Regions from separate parts of the Sus scrofa genome. Here region 1 is linked to region 2. The links are chromatin contacts, called in public HiChIP or PLAC-seq maps. All regions are on one chromosome and are shown on one strand. The core of a region is the stretch at or near the end of the contact, and the rest is flanking DNA. Distances in the headings are between cores, read along the strand shown.

Region 1 (3,623 bases), core at 486-2,985, 130 kb before region 2:
TGCAAAGGAATGCTACACAACTGCTAAAAAGTGTCAGGAAGATCTATATGTATTGGCATGAAAGGTGTTCTCCTGTCTCTCCCTCTTTCTCCCTCTCTCTACTTGAAGATTTGTAAAATGATAGTACATTGCTTTTAAAAAAATCCATCTATCTAATCTCCCTTCCTATGCAGGGCCATTGGAAGGGGGCCATGGGAAGGAGCAATACTCTGTTCCAAGCAGCTCTTCAGGGACCCAGCTCCTTCCTCCTTCCACACTTTGTCAGCAGCAGAAAAAGAAGAGAGGGAGCTCCCTTGCGGCATAGTGGGTTCAGGATCCAATGTCATCACTGCAGTGTCTCAGGTCACTGCTGTGGTGAAGATTTGATTCCTGGCCTGGGAACTCCCACATGCCACAGATGCAGCAAAAAAGAAGCAGCCCCAGAAGCAGAAGCAGGGGGTGGTGGGGAGGAGAAGGAGAAGAGAGAGCAGAGATCAGGTGTGGGAGATTTTTATGGGCTGGGCTTGGAAGTGAATCATTGCTTCAACCACATTCCATTGTGCGACCTTGAACATACGGCCGCATCTCATGGCAAGGGGAGGCTGGGTAATGTCATCGAGCTGTGTGCCAGCACGTAGACTTGGTGAGCAGCTAGCTAGCCTCGGTCACACCGGCTGATATGTACCTTTTAAACCAATTCATATAAAAAACCGTGTGTGTACAGTTATATGTATACCGATACATATACATTGCTTTTAAGGGTTCGAATCAGAACCACAGCTGCTGACCTATGCCACAGCCACAGCAACACGGGATCCAAGCCACATCTTCAACCTACACCACAGCCCATGGCAACACCAGATCCTTAACCCACTGAGCGAGGCCAGGGATCGAACCCACAACCTCATGGATCCTCGTCCGGTTCATTAACCCCTGAGCCATGAAGGGAACTCCCTGAACAGTTATATTTTTAATAGGGAAAATCTGGAAGGATGTATGTTAAGCCGTTACCTGTCATGAGTGAAAGGGAGACCTTCACTCTTACGTGTCTATATGTTATTTTTCAAAATGAGGGCACGTGTTTTCTGGGATTAACACTCCAAAATTTGTAAAGTGATAGTGTGTTACTTTTTAAAAAATGAGGAGTTCCCGTCGTGGCGCAGTGGTTAACGAATCCGACAAGGAACCATGAGGTTGCGGGTTCGATCCCTGCCTTGCTCAGTGGGTTAACGATCCAGCGTTGCATGAGCTGTGGTGTAGGTTGCAGCGCGGCTCGGATCCACGTGCTGTGGCTTGGTGTAGGCGGTGGCTACAGTTCGATTCGACCCTAGCTGGGATCTCCATATGCCGGAGCCCAAGAAAGAAAACAAAAAAAAAAAAAAAAAAAAAAAAAGATCCTGCATTGCTGTGAGCTGTGGTGTAGGTTGCAGACTCGGCTCGGATCCCGCGTTGCTGTGGCCCTGGTGTAGGCCGGCAGCTATAGCTCCAATTAGACCCCTGGCCTGGGAACCTCCACATGCCACGGGAGCGGCCCTAGAAAAGGCAAAAAGACAAAAAAAAAAAAAGTCTTTGACCGAGTGGGGTTTAGGATTCTGAATGCTCACTAGGGGGCAGGAGAGACATGTGTGTGTTTGTGTGTGTGTGTGTGTGTGTGTGTGTGTGTGTGCGCGCGCGCGCGGCCCGTGCTCTTTGCCGGTGGTTGTTTACTACATTTCTTGCACAATTTCCTCCTCGGGCAGACCAGCTGTAATGTCTGCGGGACTGTTTAAGGAAGTGACAGCACCCAGGCTGCTCATGCCGGTGGGCTTCAGCTGAGGGCTCAACCATCCCGTGTTAACTGAATCCTCAAGGATTTATGTGTCATGATTGAAAATGAGCCTGTTTTGACCTAGAATCTACCTCGTCTCATTTCCAGACGAGCACCCATTTGCTAAATCATGTTGCTTTCTTAAAATAGGAAAGAAAAAAGAAAATGGGTCTGTTTCATAGCAGCTGTTGAGCACCCAGAGCAAGAGGTCTATTAACTTGCCTGAGAAAAGGCCAAGGAACCACGAAGCCCGTCCTGCCTGCTCTGCTGGGGTTGGTCTGGCGGTGCCACATGTACAGCGGCAGTGATAACCCAGACATCTGTCCCCACCTTTCTGAGGATGTCTGTGGACCTTTCCCAGTTTCCTGAGCTTGGCAAACAGATCAGAATTAAAGCCATTTGGGGGGGGATGTGGGGGACCGGTGCTCAGGGGAATGAATTATGAGCAAAATCTTGACAAAACCGCAATCACTAATGACATTTAAAGACATCAAGGAGTTCCCACTGTGGCTTAGCGGAAACAAATCTGACTAGGAACCGTGAGGTTGCAGGTTCGATCCCTGGCCTCGCTCAGTGGGTTAAGGATCCAGCATTGCAGGGAGCTGTGGTGTAGATCACAGACGAGGCTGGGATCTGGCGTTGCTGTGGCTGTGGTGTAGGCTGTCAGCCATAGCTCCAATTCAATCCCTGGCCTGGGAACCTCCACATGCCGTGGGTGCAGCCCTAAAAAATAAGAACATTAAAAAATAAAAAATAAGAGTTCCCCTCGTGGCTTAGTGGGTAACGAATCCGACTAGGAACCATGAGGTTGTGGGTTCGATCCCTGGCCTTGCTCAGTGGGTTAAGGATCCGGCATTGCTGTGGCTCTGGTGTAGGCCGGCGGCTACAGCTCTACTTAGACCCCTAGCCTGGGAACCTTCATATGCTGCAGGAGCGGCCCAAGAAATGGCAAAAAGACAAAAAAATAAAATAAAAAATAAAGACACTAAAGCATTCATCTCCTCTATTTGGACTTTCCTGATGCTCCCAACTGAGGTGAGTGAGTACATGCACACGCACAGACGGCACGGTGGCCGGCCCGGAAAGTTCTTCAGAGCCGGTCTCACAGGAGAGTTGGGCCCCAGAACTCCCCCTCCCCCCAACCCCCTTGAAACTCCTTGAAGCTCTTGTTTGTCTTTGTTTTTCTCATGAGGCCCAGTACACTGAGGACATGCAACCTATGCGAATGGATTGGAATTGAGCTGAACTGCATTGATTTGAACAAGGGTGTAGAGTACTTTTACTTTCACGCTTCCTGTAAAGGACCGCGGGCTACCTGAAGATGAGTCTGAGTGAGGGAAGTTGCAGCACAGTGGTTAAGAATGTGAGCCTGGAGCGGGCTGACCACTAACTAGAAATCTAGTTAACTTATTGTCTCTCCGAAACCCACTCAGCCAAGGGGGATTGACATTCTCTGGAAAAGATGGACGTGTCTGCCCTTCTTTGGACCAGCAAGGTCAGATTCCAGCCGCTGTTTGTACTGTTTGTAACCCCGCCCACCTGGCCGGCCCCGATTGGGCCAGGGATGCGTCACTGACTGGAGCTAGACCAATCAGATCATCTCTCCTCGAATTCAGGTTTGGGAATAAGCATCCTTCAGAGGTCTGGCCTGTTGGCTGAGGTGGGAGAAGAGGGGACCTGGGCTGGGTGGATGAGTTGCCGGGTGTACAGTTCAGGCACTGATAAGGTGTTGCATTTCCTTCCCTTCGCTACTACCCGTTAGACACCCTCATCTTTCTTTTTTTTTTTTGCTTTTTTTTTTTTTTTGCTTTTTAGGGCCGCACCTGTGGCATATGGA
Region 2 (3,640 bases), core at 794-3,293:
GCCTGCCTGCCTCCCTAGAGGCTCCTCGTCCCCTCCTCGCCTCTCTGACCCACAGACTGGTGAACAGGGAGAGCCTGACTGAAGCCACATGCCCCAACCCAAACCCAGTTATGTCCAGAGCCCCGTGCCCTGGTGCCCACCGTGGCCCCCCGATGAGCTCTCATGGTGCCTGTCTGCCAGGTGGGCAGGGTGGGCAGGTCCTCCTGGCCTCTGCAGCCGGGCCAGATGCCTCGCACTGAGGGAGAGCGGGGCGGAGGGGTCTCTGCCCCCTGGTGTCCCTGTCGTCGCCTCCCTGCCTGTGACTTCCTACGCCCACCTTCTTTGGCTGCCTCTGCCTCACCCCCTTCTCTGTGTGGTTTCGCAGGGTGACGACGGGCCAGACGTCCGTGGAGGGTCTGGCGACATCCTGCTGGTCCACGCCACCGAGACGGACAGGAAAGGTAGGGCAGTGGCCTGGGTGTGGGAGCTTTCGCCGAAGCCAGCGCGGGCTCCCTCCACTGCCGCGGCCCCTCCCTCCCTTTCTCTCCTCGCCACCAGCCCTGAGCCATCGGAACAGCGGTCCCGGTGCTGCTGGGTCACTGTGGGGAGAGCCCACGCTGGGCACAGGTGACTCGCATTCAAAGCCAGGCACGCTACTTCCCAGCCTCTCGGGGCGTGTCCTCGGTTGGTGCCGGCTCGCGGGGACCCCAGGACCTCCAAGGGGGCGAGTTCCCCGTGCGGAGCTTGACCTCTTGTCCCAGCGCGTTCAGCAGCCTAAAGGTCACGTCGCTGTGCGGGTAGCTTTTGATGCCTCTCCTGATAATTGGCCCGTCAATGCTCCAGACTGCTAGCCTGGGCCTAACATGCCCGCTCAGGGGCTTCCTGGGGCAGCACTCTGTCCAGGAGCTGTCTGTCTCACAGCGCATTACCTCTGCAGGATGGGGTCCCCCCCTCAGCATGGAGACACCCCATTCTGGGTCCCAATTCTCTGAGGGGGCCGGAAAAGCAGGGTGGACTCTGCCAGCGAAAGAGCAGTCTTTCCAGGTTGTGTTCTGGAAGGAAGAAGAGAAGGGGGTTGTGAAGACAGTGCCCATGACCTTGGTCAGGACGGCAGGGGCACTGCAGTGCCCACACGCCCCTGCCAGGCCTGGCCTCTCTCCACACTCACTTTCTTTTTACGTTTTTTTGTTAGTTTGTTTTTGCTTTTTTAAGGGCCATACCTATGACACATGGAGGTTCCCAGGCTAGGGGTTGAATCAGAGCTGCAGCTGCTGGCCTACACCACAGGCACAGCAATGCAGGATCTGAGCCAGGTCTGCGACCTACACCACAGTTCAGGGCAACACCAGATCCTTAACCCACCAAGCGAGGCCAGGGATCGAACCCACAACCTCATGGTCCCAGTCAGATTTGTTTCTGCTGCGCCACAACAGGAACTCCTCTTACATTTTTTAAATTATTAAAAAGATGGTGGAACAGCGACGTTAAATTAAGGTGGGGAGGAACGGAAGCACCCCAGTCTTGAACCCTAACCCCCCGATTTTATTTTTGTAAACGACTTTGTCCCCCTGTTTTTGCAGCAAATGTCTCCAGCGTGTTACTTAGATGGTTCTGGGAGTTTGTAATTATGAAGGTAGCACAAAAACGATTGTTTACATTGCAGAAAATTTGAAAAAGAGAGTAAAAGGAGAAATGGCTCCCCCAAACTCAGCTGGCCACGCTTCTGCCCTCCAGGCTTCTTCTGACCCAAGCAGAGCGTGGTTCTGAACTTTGAGTTTGAATCCTGGCTATGCTGTTTGCAGGCTTAGGCAACCGCCAGGCACAGCCCTGCTCGGCCTCCACTGGCTCAGATTTTTGAGAGTGCCCAGCACACGTGAAGCTTGAGTGAGCTAACCTGAGACATGCCTGGCACATAGGAAGTGCTGGGGCCTCTCTGTTCCCATCCCAGGAACAGCATGTGCCCTGCTTCCTGCAGTGGACGCGCCCGCGTTCTCAGCTTGGCGTGAGAAACAGTTCTCATTCTTGTCCAGAAGTAAAAGGCTGGAACGGGAGCTGGCTCAGTCCTCGGCTCTGAGCAGGGAACTCTGCTGTCCTGCCAGGTGCAAGCAGCTGTAGCCAAGGCCAGAGGGAGCCCCGCAGGCCGGGCAACCCCAGAACCTTCCAGTCTGTGCCCATTGTGCCTGGAAGGGGGGCCCTGCTGCCCACTGGGGCTTCCACTCTGTCTCATCAATGGAAAGATGTTGAGGCTCCAGGGAACCAATGTCCTTTGTACCTGGGCTGAATCGTTGAGGCAGAGGCCTTGGGCCACGCAAGCTCCTTAGGCAGGTTGCTTCCTGTGGACCAGTGGCTGGAAGGCCCCGTGGCTCAGGGGTGCAGGTCTGGGCCCTTCTTCCAAAAGCAGGGGTTGTCTTGTGCTGGACCCACACTTTGTCTTTGCAGAGAAGCCCAACTTGACAGTGAGCTGGGCAGGCTTGGGGTCCAGGAAGGGGCCCAGGCCCAGTGCTGCTGGACCCTGCTGTGGCTCCAGTGCTGGCTCCGCCCGCCGGGCCCACGCGAACACACCCCAGACGCGGGTGCTGCTCTTCCTCGCGTCCTGGCAGGGGGACGGAGGCCGGGGCTCTGCTGAGCTGGAGGAGTGGGGATCCTCAAGATTCCTCTGCCAGCGACTTGGGGTGACTGAGGGAGGAGAGGGAAGGCGGCCTGTGTGCACACGCTCAGCCTCTCAGTGGGGACCCAGACTTGGGGGCCAGTTGGGACTCGAACCTCAGCCCCAGCATGGGGTAACTGAAGTTCACGAGCCGGGCCAGGTCACTCGTCTCCAGAAGTGACCTGCGCCGGAAACTCCTGCCTTCTCCTTGTGCCAGACTGTGCGGTCGAAGGGCGTGTCCCAGGGCCATTGTCAGTCTGGAAAGGTCGGACTCCCGGGCCAGAGCCAGCCCCTCCAGAGGGAGGGGGGTGCTGCTGCCAGCTCAAATCCAGCGGCAGAGCCAGGCTCCTCCCAGGCACCCCGCCTCCCCTGGCACCAAAGCGTGCTCACGTGTATGTTCTAGCAGTGTGCCAGGCTTGGCACCTTCAACCCATTCTGAGGTCTCTCAGTAGCTGGACATTCCCAAGGGTTTTGTTCTGGGTCCTGCTCTCTAAAAGCCTTGCCTGTGATTGAGCTTCAGAGTCCCGCTAATGAGTTTGAATTGTATTCTCTACGCCCACGATGGTGATTAAGAGTCTTTGAATTGGCGGTTTTGTCATGGCTCAATGGTTAACAAATCTGACTAGGAACCATGAGGTTGCGGGTTCGATCCCTGGCCTTGCTCAGTAGGTTAAGGATCCGGCATTGCCATGAGCTGTGGTGTAGGTCACAGACGCAGCTCGGATCTGGTGTGGCTGTGGCTGTGGGTAGGCCTGCAGCTGCAGCTCCGATTCAACCCCTAGCCTGGGAACCTCCATATGCTGTGGGTGCAGCCCTGAAAAGACAAAAAAAGAAAAAAAAAGACTCTTTGAATCATCAAGTCTTGGGACAAACCAGAATTTCTGAGGTCTAATCAGAGGTGGCACATCCCTGAAGCATCTGTCTTGGTCCCTGGCCAGGGGCAGGCATCACTAACCAGCGTCCTTGCGTCTAGATCTGGTGCTGTACTGCGAGGCCTTCCTCACCACCTACAGG

Evidence for each region. HiChIP or PLAC-seq counts read pairs in DNA pulled down with a chosen protein or histone mark.
Region 1: an H3K27ac HiChIP or PLAC-seq map of skeletal muscle shows a contact between it and region 2. The contact joins two enhancer-like sites. A contact is called at or near these places in 1 of 5 promoter capture datasets (liver), 25 of 47 Hi-C or Micro-C datasets (alveolar macrophages, blood, brain and 14 more) and 2 of 2 datasets of contacts at active chromatin or transcription factors (alveolar macrophages and skeletal muscle).

What each region holds. Positions count from the first base shown.
Region 1 is chr1:271,629,568-271,633,190 of Sscrofa11.1, reverse strand. No RefSeq gene overlaps it. Among named protein-coding and RNA genes, the nearest start is that of RAPGEF1, 6.8 kb to the right of the region's middle. Within about 2 kb of position 1,735, at least 42 of the 83 cell types and tissues checked have an H3K27ac peak or open chromatin away from gene starts, as enhancers often do. A contact at or near this core is called in omental adipose tissue and skeletal muscle, where this site is marked.
Region 2 is chr1:271,503,949-271,507,588 of Sscrofa11.1, reverse strand. It overlaps RAPGEF1 (rap guanine nucleotide exchange factor 1), which reads left to right. Exons shown (of 26, transcript XM_005654593.3): 16 at 365-440; 17 at 3,600-3,640. Among named protein-coding and RNA genes, the nearest start is that of UCK1, 52 kb to the right of the region's middle. Within about 2 kb of position 2,043, at least 8 of the 83 cell types and tissues checked have an H3K27ac peak or open chromatin away from gene starts, as enhancers often do. A contact at or near this core is called in omental adipose tissue and skeletal muscle, where this site is marked.